Linked DNA regions of Macaca mulatta: region 1 is linked to region 2. A link is a contact called in public Hi-C data. All regions are on one chromosome and are shown on one strand. The core of a region is the stretch at or near the end of the contact, and the rest is flanking DNA. Distances in the headings are between cores, read along the strand shown. Region 1 has its middle 100 kb from the start of TEX26. Region 2 holds the start of KATNAL1 (katanin catalytic subunit A1 like 1).

What was found. Hi-C and Micro-C count contacts between places; a contact is called where the count stands out from the background.
Region 1: a contact with region 2 is called in a Hi-C map of fetal cortex germinal zone, with 2.0 times the contacts expected there. The contact joins the enhancer-like site here to the promoter of KATNAL1 in region 2. A contact is called at or near these places in 2 of 14 Hi-C or Micro-C datasets (fetal cortex germinal zone and fetal cortical plate).

What each region holds. Positions count from the first base shown.
Region 1 is chr17:10,870,053-10,875,000 of T2T-MMU8v2.0, reverse strand. No RefSeq gene overlaps it. Among named protein-coding and RNA genes, the nearest start is that of TEX26, 100 kb to the right of the region's middle. Within about 2 kb of position 1,615, at least 18 of the 40 cell types and tissues checked have an H3K27ac peak or open chromatin away from gene starts, as enhancers often do. A contact at or near this core is called in fetal cortex germinal zone and fetal cortical plate, where this site is marked.
Region 2 is chr17:10,162,876-10,167,559 of T2T-MMU8v2.0, reverse strand. KATNAL1 (katanin catalytic subunit A1 like 1) reads left to right here and starts at 2,432. Exons shown (of 11, transcript NM_001194119.3): 1 at 2,432-2,524. It overlaps LOC144336230 (a long non-coding RNA gene), which reads right to left and starts at 2,082. Exons shown (of 2, transcript XR_013407847.1): 1 at 1,945-2,082.

The DNA.
Region 1 (4,948 bases), core at 366-2,865, 710 kb before region 2:
GTAATTTTTAGTAGAGACGGGGTTTCACCGTGTTAGCCAGGATGGTCTCGATCTCCTGACCTCGTGATCCGCCCGTCTCAGCCTCCCAAAGTGCTGGGATTATAGGCTTGAGCCACCACACCCGGCCGAGAGCTCTTTCCTTTAGTCCACCCAGTGGCCCCACCTCTTTTCTGCCTGCTGTCTCTGTGTCTTGCTCAAGTTGTTCCATTTTTCCGATGCACTTTCCCTCCCCAGAGTTTGTTTCCTTCAGGATTAAGCTGACCCACAAAGATGGTCTTGCTCACTCAGTCCAAAATGTTCTTTATTTCTTCTGAATTCCTCTAGCGTTTACAGTCAAGATCCCACACCCTCTGACTACCGCTAATAGAATCCGCTGGGTTCTTACCGTTGTAAAGACTGTTTCAATCACTCCTGAAAATAACTTGGAGAGAGATATGTCCACCTGTTCTCGCCAGTGAGGAAACTGAGGCTCACAAGGTGAACACCTCAGAATTGCGTCTGGGATTTGGTTCTGAAGACCACATCCTCACTCCTCACTGTGCTAGATTCTCTTGTATTTGTTTCTTTTTGTCTCCCAATAGGATTTAATGGCACAGATCATTTATTGTGCTGTTTTGTTGCTTTTCCAATGGGCCTAGCTAAGGACTGAGAACACGATATTCATTTGATAAACACTCACTGATTTTGACTTCTGACTTCCAGACTTAATTATATTGTGACCCCCAAAAGAGGTAGGCAATTTATGTAAGCAGTGGTCACCAAAATTATTTAATCTGATAAATAACAGATAATAGTCAGCACCACGCCAAAGTGACCAGTGATATCCAGGTGACAAACTGCCTAATCTTGGCTGTCTCCTTCCTTTTCCTCCTTAAAAATAAGAAAACCAAGGTAAAACGCCCAAGAGCTCATTGCTATTCTGAAATCATTTTGCTTCCAACTCTTATTTAAATCATCTCAGGGGTTTTGTTGACATTATCTGCCAAAGATTGTAATTCATCTTTCCAAAAGGAGAGAAGCATCAGCCCATCAAACAATGCCCTCCCTTCTATAGACAGCTGAGGTCTGAGGTTCCCTCCCGACTGCCAGGGCTAGTGCTTGCTACCAGGCCAGCTGCCTGCACAGGGCCCCTGGATGCATTTCTAAAGGGTCATATTTACAGTGTCGGATGGCTGGGCACTGTGGAGCTTAATGGGATTCTTAATAAAGGCAGCCTTCATTAAGACGGGAGTACAGGCAAGGTGCCCTTGCTTTTGAGGAAAGCACGACCCAGTGCAAGACGGATGCTCCCCCTTGGCTTGGAAATCACACGGGTCAAGTGCCTTGTCATGCATTAACAGCCTTTTAAGTTCCTAGGCAGATTAAAAGGAGCGGTGTAGATAAATGAAAGAAGAGGAATCATGCGATCTGTCTTGGTAGCATAAACATTGAGACACAGCAGCTGCATTTAAACATAGCAATTTGCTAAATGAGTGGTTGGCGACTTTCCAGATGGCCAGGGTGACATAGGGCTTGGATGAATCCTTTATTCAATCATGCATCTGTCTAGACAGAGACATTGAAGGCCAGGTTACAGCCACTGCAGCAGTGGCAGCAGCGGCAGCAGCTTTGAAACCCTTATATAAAACATGCTCAGTATTGCCTGTGAGGCAGCTTGGCCACAGATCAGCTGGAGAGGGTGCGGCGGCATGGTGTGCGTGCAGCCTCCAGGAATGCCGTCTTCTCAGCTGAATGACGGCCGGCTTGGACCAGGGGCTCTCTCTGTGCCCATCTTCCTACTGTGTCACTTCACACACCGACCCGAAGAGATGGGTGGCTGACCTTAGGGGGCTAAGAGCAGTATCAGAGTAGAAAGCAGCAATACTGGTTGTGTTTTATGTCCCTTTTTTTAAATGTGCACTTTAAAATCATTTCACATGTGTTTTATCTTGATTTTTCTAGTTGATTTAAAAATTCCCTAAGTAGATACAAATGTATGCTTAGCTTTCAGCCATGACCCTACTGTGCCTTCCCTTTTCCCTACTCCTAGCATTCAATTCAGTCTTGGATTGAGGACTTTGTTAGAGATGATATCCTGAAGTTAGTGGCTGTAGAGGCTAGTGGGTAGACCAGATGACCACTCAGCCCCAGTTCAACTGACTGATTTAAACCAAGTCATAAACTGGAGGCACCTGATGGGCCTTTGGCCTGACTCTAATAAAACAGGCAGCCAGAGGTTTGGCTGGGCTGCAACAGGGACTTACGGGAAAGGCAGCTCTACTGGTTGGTTTCCCTCTGGCAAGTTGTATCTCCAAGCCTATTTTATTTTTATTCTTTTATTAAAAGGTTTCCATAGGCAAGGGTTTCACTGTGTTTTCCAGCAGCCATTCGAGTGTTGTTACTGGAACGTTCTAATCGGTTAGTAAGCAGCTCTGCCCCGCCCCACCCCTGGAACCCTCAGGGCCAGCCACGATTCTTCGCCCTCCACACAGAGCAGCAGCTTCCCTTTACTTCTGACTCATGAGGAGCATTTTAACCTGATGAATCACCAGCAGCACTTCCTGTGACATTCTGGGGAAAACTACAGTTTGCTTAGGAAGGACTCTGAAACACTTCACTTGCTGCGGTGTTTGATCTGCACGGGGTGGAAAAATTTCAGTTCTGCTCTGTGTGGACACACCGAAGCCTTCTCACCAACAGCTCCTGGAAGTCTGCTATCATCAGGGCTGGGTCTACTCCACAGTCAGCCTGAAATGAACGAATTAAATGAACAAGGCTGTCCCCGGGAGGATACAGCATGTCCCCCCACTGATCTCACGCAGATGTCACTCCCTTTGGAACTGTTCTACTCATTTGAGCCACAAAGCACAGAGAATTATCTCAGAGATGATGTTCTCAATTCTCCCAAAGGTGGTACCTCACCAGCGCCATTCTTCAGGTATAGATAAGAAACAAATCCATACATATGAGAAATGCTTTAGGGTGTGATCGGCCTAGACTTTATCAGTGGAGGGCTTTGACAGCAAGAGTCCAGGCAAGGGTAGGGGAGTTGCCCAACTACCTAAGTTATGCCACAAGGTGAGAACAGTGAAGTCACTGAGCACTGGAACAGTTCCAAATTCATTCAAGTCCTGGCAATGAGGAAACAGCTCAGAAAGGGTAGAAAAGTCAGTGTTTTAACCTTCTACAGAAACAGTTCTCTTAGTATGTCGAATGTAATGCAGATGAATATTATCGAAAGATCTTCAACTGCATGATCTAGGGCCAGGTATGACAAATCTAAAGCTGCCCCAAGGACAGTCACGCACCTTTGTGGCATGTGGTGACAAACCAAGTTCCCCTGGCCGTTGTCAGCTATTGCAGAGGTGGCTTTCCTTATGCTGAGTATGACTGGGCTCCTGATTGCCAGGATACATGGCAATTAAGAAGCGTGCAAATTGTGAAAACCTTGAAAACCAAAAGGCGATTAGGTGACAAGGCAGGCAGAGTCAGTGCTTCTGCTTTATAAATAAACTTGTTTTTTCTCTTACACAAAACCTGAGGTTATGCTAGATGCCAACATGAGCTCCTTAATGCGACGTTCACGTTAAGCCTTTTTATAATCTAATGAAAATTTGATTTTTAAAATGAGCATCAAATGAGGCCTGAAATATTGTTTGAAAATGTCACGACTTTTTAACATTTAAATATAGCTTTACACAGAGTCACCCTTGATTGACATTTTATTCCATTTCAGGGCTGTTAATTAAGAACCGTAGACACTAGCAGCAAAGATTAAAGCAGCAGAGGCCGAAAACTTCCTGAAATAAAATGCAGCCCTGATTTGCTCAGAACCCACATCAAAGCGGAAGCACGGATCCTGGCTCATGCACCTCTGGTCCACTAGGGGGCAGTGAATGATCGCGCCTCCAGCGGGCGGGCTTGTTCTACATCCACCTGAAGTGTGCAGGCCTTTTACACAAGCGAGCTGCGCTGCCGCCAAGGCAGGTGTAGGGAGTAGCCAGTTATTGCTACTAACATAGTATGCCAGAAGGATGAAGTGAAATGATTATTTGAAAAACTGAAAAATGAAAAAAGTTCATTTCTACCAATAAATTTGCATAAGGAACAGGTGGTGCTGCTGTACATACCCGCGTCCTGTTGCCTGGCTCCTGGTGGAGGGCAGTGACCAGGATAGGCTGCACCAGAAGGGCAGCCGGGGAGAGGGGTAGAGCCAGGGAGCCCCGTTTACGCAGTTGCTGGGGCTGGCAACTACCGGGCACGAGTGACCAAGGCGGGCTTCCCCTGCTCATCCTGTCCTTGTGAGGGGGTCCATTTGGGGGAGTCCCAGGCCTGGAAGCGGCGCAGCACACATCCAGGGGCACCATCCGAGCCGTAGGCTGTGTGGATGATCCCTGGAGCTGGGCAGTTCCCAGATCATCCCCGCTCCCACCACGTGGGAGCTGTAGAGAGAAAGGCAACACCTGAGCAAAATTAGGAACTGGGACCAGCTGGATTTCAATGTCTGTGTGTTCCTTTCTCATTCTTCTTCTATCCCCGCCTTGATTCAAGAATCTGGTGCCCTCCTGTCTTTGTCCAGTACAAACCTGTTCTTCTAGGATATCCGTCATTCACCTTCCACCGTGTTTGTATCACTACCTCCCAAGGGAATTTGCATTTAAGCCTATTTATTTATTTTTTGAGACAAGGTCTCCCTCTGGCACCCAGGCTAGAGTGCAACAGAGCAATCATAGCTCACCACAGCCTCAAACTCCTGAGCTTAAGCGATCCTCCCACCTCAGTCTTCTGAGTAGCTAGTATTACAGGTGCATGCCACCATGCCTAGCTAATTTTCTATTTTTTATTTTTTGTGGAGGCAGAGTCTTGCTAGGTTGCCCAGGCTGGTCTTGAACTCCTGGCCTCACGCAATCCTCCTGCCTCAGACTCCCAAAACTCTGTGTTTACAGGCATGAGCCACCTTGATTGGCAA
Region 2 (4,684 bases), core at 1,183-3,682:
CAGGAAGGGGAACATCACACACCGGGGCCTATCATGGGGAGGGGGGAGGGGGGAGGGGGGAGGGATTGCACTGGGAGTTATACCTGATGTAAATGACGAGTTGATGGGTGCAGCACAGCAACATGGCACAAGTATACATATGTAACAAACCTGCACGTTATGCACATGTACCCTACAACTTAAAGTATAATAATAATAAATAAATTTAAAAAAAAAAAGAAAAAATGGGGGTAGGTGGTAGGTGGATAAAAATATCACGGGAGGAATTGAAGGACTTTTAAGAGCAGGAATTTCTAATTTTAGGTTTTTTACATCCTTAATTTAAAACCACTCATCTGCTCCAAACCTTCCAAAGAGTTGGCTATAGAAACAACCAAAGAAAAGGCGCTGATTTCGACATTATGTGTCAGCAGGAGTAGAGAGAAAAGAGTTTTAAGAGGTGATATGTGGAGTAGTCTAAGTGTTCAGAAAAAGCCAGAACTGAGAGCCAGAAGTGACGGTGCAGTCCTTGAGAGGACATTGTCCGTGGGGAACAACAAAAGGTGGATAAGGGACTCAGTCAAGTTTAAGAAAATCTCTGTGGTACGATGACTCAGCTGGATTACAGGCATAGTGCCTTGTTATTGTCAACCATAATTTTTCAGGAGATACTCATTACCAGAAAACGACAAGGTCACGAATTCACTCCCCTTCCTCTTTTTTTCAATTAAATCTCTGGACTTCAGTTTTCTCATCTATAAAATCTAGAGATTCGGCTTAGAATATCTCTGTGGTTTCTATTACAGTCTATAGCTCTAATAATAACAACACATTTTTATGTGCTGTTTTGAGGTAAATTTACATGCAGTGAAATGTACAAATCTTAAATGTTCCATTCCAAGAGTTCTGACAAATGCATATACTTCTGTAACCGAAACCCTTAGCTATAGAATTTTTTCATCACTACAAAAAATTCTCTCAAACTCCTTCCCGACGGCCAACCACTATTGACTTTTATCACTATTGATTAAATAATTAATATTTAATAGCTATTGTTAAATGCTAAGATTTGTTTTATAGAGCTTCATCAGTATTAATGCATGTACTTCTTACAAGAGTTGCAAGATGGGTATCTCCATTTTTGCAGATCAAAGCGTTAAGAGGTGAGAAACGCGCCCCTGGTCATCAGCTACCAAGTATAGGGGCAGGACGTGAACTAAGAATTCGTTTTAGAAGCCCACGCTCTTAACCTGTTTATCCTAGAGTCCACAAACGATTGCCCAAGAAACAGCATAAATCCAAATTCAGTCGAAAGCAATGCCATTTGCAAGTTCTAAAACCTCCTGAATAATCCTAAAGGCCATATGCATTCCATCTTATCAAAGGATTCCTTTCCATCCCACTCCCCAGGGAATGGAGAAAGCGGGTGCGAAAGACTTCAATTCGGTTTGACTGCAGAAAAATACTGAGGTGGCGTAGGATCCACACATCCCATGGGGGCAGACCCAGCGGTGGAAGCCCGGACAGGCGGCGGGGGAAGGGCGCTGCGACGCCCCGGTGCCCCCTCCTTCGACGCCACTGGCATCCCCTCCGAAAACAGCAGGCTCGAAGGTGCCCCGCCACGGGGGCTGGACGCGGTGGAGGCGGGCTCATCAAGCACGACCAGAGCTCAGTCGGCCACACGTCCTCCTCAATGTCACTGTCTCCCTGCTCTCCCACCCCGCGCCGCTGCACCTCCCTCCCCCGGCAACCTGGGCTGGAGTCCCAAGCTCCGCCCCAGAGCGGACTCACAGCCTCAGCGCTCCCTCCCGCGCTGCACCCACCACGCGGCCGGGGCTGCCATGGCAACCCTACGCAGCCGCCGCCTCTTCACGCACGTCGCGAACTAACGGACTCGGCGGCGGCGGCGGCGGCCTGCGCCCCACCCCCAACCCATCTGGACCGCATCGCCGGCTGTGCCCGGACCTGCGCCTTCTAGGTAATGAATCCGAGGGACAGGGGCTCAAGCGATACAGCAGGTAGTGCGGGGCTCTAGCCGATAGCCCCTCCCGGCCTCCCACCGCCGGAAACGCTAGGGCGGTGGGCTGCGGGGTTCCTCGGGCGCTGGCTCCCGTGCGGGGACTGGGAGGGGCGCGGGAGCGCCAGGCTCGCTGTGCATCATGGGGATTGTAGTTCAGTGACTCCTCGGGCTCGCGGCCTTGGCGGGGTAGCTCGGACTGCCGAACTACAAAGCCCGGCGGCCCCGACCGCCGGGAAAGACTGATAAACTTTGAGCGGACCGGGACAGAAAAAAAAATCTCTCTTTGTCTTGAGAGGGTTGTTGGGTGGTCGCGGACCTGGGCTGTGTGCGTTGGGAAAGGGAAGTGGAGGTGAGCCTCGGGCTTCTAGCTCAGTCGCTGGGACCGCCCCAGCTACAGCGCTCAGCCCCACCCCGACTGGGCCACCGCCCTGCACAGTCTCAGGGATGAGCAGCCGCCCAAGCTGCAGGGCCTCGGGTCTTCGGCGCCTCTGACCCTCGCAGGTTGCTGCCTCTCGGTGCAGAACCGTATGTATGTCATACATTGGATGTGAGACCCGAGAAACCGTGTTTTCACAGGCTTTTCTCTTTTCCTGGATACGTTTATTTCTGGGTTAGTCATGTTTGTTTTAAAGTAGCTCAGAGGTATTTGCATATTAAACCCATCAATTGGTAATTACCCAAAGGGCCGTAATGTTTAAAGGTTAAGTGTAGAATTAGATAAAAAGATGTCATTGCTATTATATGGTGGGATCTGGCATTTTTAACTTTTAGCGTTTTTGCATTTTATTTCTTGAGGTTCAAGGTTGTGAAATGGGTGCTCCACCCCACCCCCCCCCCCGCCAGCCTGAACACTGCCTACACATACTTTGATTAGTTCAGTTTTAAATTACTAGTAACTTTTAAAAACATACTTTTTTTAGCAGTAGGAAGCAATAATTATTTTCTTTGATTATTCCAGTGTTATTCAGAATTTCTCAGCATGTTTTCGGAAGGAAAAATACCATGTTTTAATTATTTAATTAATTATTTATATATTTTTTATGTTCAGGAGTACACTTGAGTCCTTAGAGTTGACTCAAGACTTGGTGGTAAAGGAAGCTGACACAGATTTAGAAAACCTTCCTTGACGACCCTTTAAAATTTTTCAATGGGTAGATAACCATCCTAGAAATGTGCTGCTTTATGGAGTAAGTTGGAGAATTGTTGATATTATTGTGAGTTTGTGTGTGTGTGTGTTTAAAAACAAACAACAAGACCACAAATCCTATAAAACTTTCTCTTAATTAAAATGAAGTTGACCTGTGTAAATTTTACTTGAGGTAGCAATTTTGTACAAGGAGGAGATGGAAAGTAGGTTTAGTAAGACAGGTAGAAAACAAAATTGAGGCGTTATGTGATAGAATATAAGGTTTGAAGTATTTATTCATTCAAAATTTGTTAAGAACCTATGTGCCAGGCATTATGCCAGGTGGTGAGAATAAAGAGATGAAAAAAGATAGTCTGTATCCTGCATGGGCAGTCATGTCATCCCAATAGCGTGGTAGAGATATGTGCAAGTTGCTATAGGAGCCCAGAGGAAATAATCACCTAACAGTAACATTTATTGAATATGTCAGGTGCTGTGCGGAGTATTTTGCATGCAGCTCCTCAGTAAATCCTCAAAACAGCTGGTGAAGTAGTTACTGATGTTTAGAGATGAGGAAACAGGCTTTAGAGGCCCTGCACAAAATCATAGTTGGTCAAGTGTAAACCTGGGATTTCAGCCCAGGTGGGTCTGGTCATGATCTCAAGCACTGACCATTTTCTCTGTCAATTAGTAGAAAGATCCTGACTCTGTCTACAGAAGTCAGGGGAGGCCTTCAGTATGATTTGACTTTTAACTTGTGTTGAAATAGTTGAATAAGCTTTCACTGGAGTGATGAAGAGGAAAGTCATTCTAGGACAAATGGATGGCACAACACGAACAAAGGATAGATTGAAGAATGAGTATTTTGTATTTGGGGAACGCTAGGTAGTTCTGAATGACGAGATCCCAGAATGCTCACTATTAGTGAGTGAGGCCAGATCTTAAAGTACTTGGCACCGTATTCAGAGTTTAGAATTTTTCTTGACATGGGGCAGCCATTGAAGAATTTTAGCTCGAGTGGTGGTGTCGTTAGGTTTGTATTTTAGAAAGATAATTCCAGCTCCAGTGTAGAGAATGGACCTGGGTGGGGAAAGATTATAGGCAGTAGAAAAGCCAGTTGTATAATAGAACAAAACAGTAGAGAAATAAAGAGTCTGAACTAAGCCGTTGGAGTTACAGAAAGACATGGATTCAGGGAATATTTAAGAGATAAAATTGGTATGACTTGATAGAGTTTGGATGTTGGGAGTTAGAGAGATTTGGAGCTCTCAGCTGATTGAGTCCTCATTTTCTGGCTAGCACGACTGAGGTAATAGTGAACCCACTGATTGAGATGAGGAGGAGCTGGTTTTTTGTTAGGGTGAAAGAGATATTAGTTCAGTTGTAAGCATTTGTTTGAGGTTCCTGTGGGATATTCAGGTGGAGATGCATTTGAGTCTGGAGTTCAGAGAGAGCAGGCTGGAGTTAGAAGTTTGCATACAGATAAGTAGTTAAAGCTACAGGGGAGAATAGAGCAGCTCACATTGGAATAATGAATAGAAAAGAAAAAGGAAGAGGTT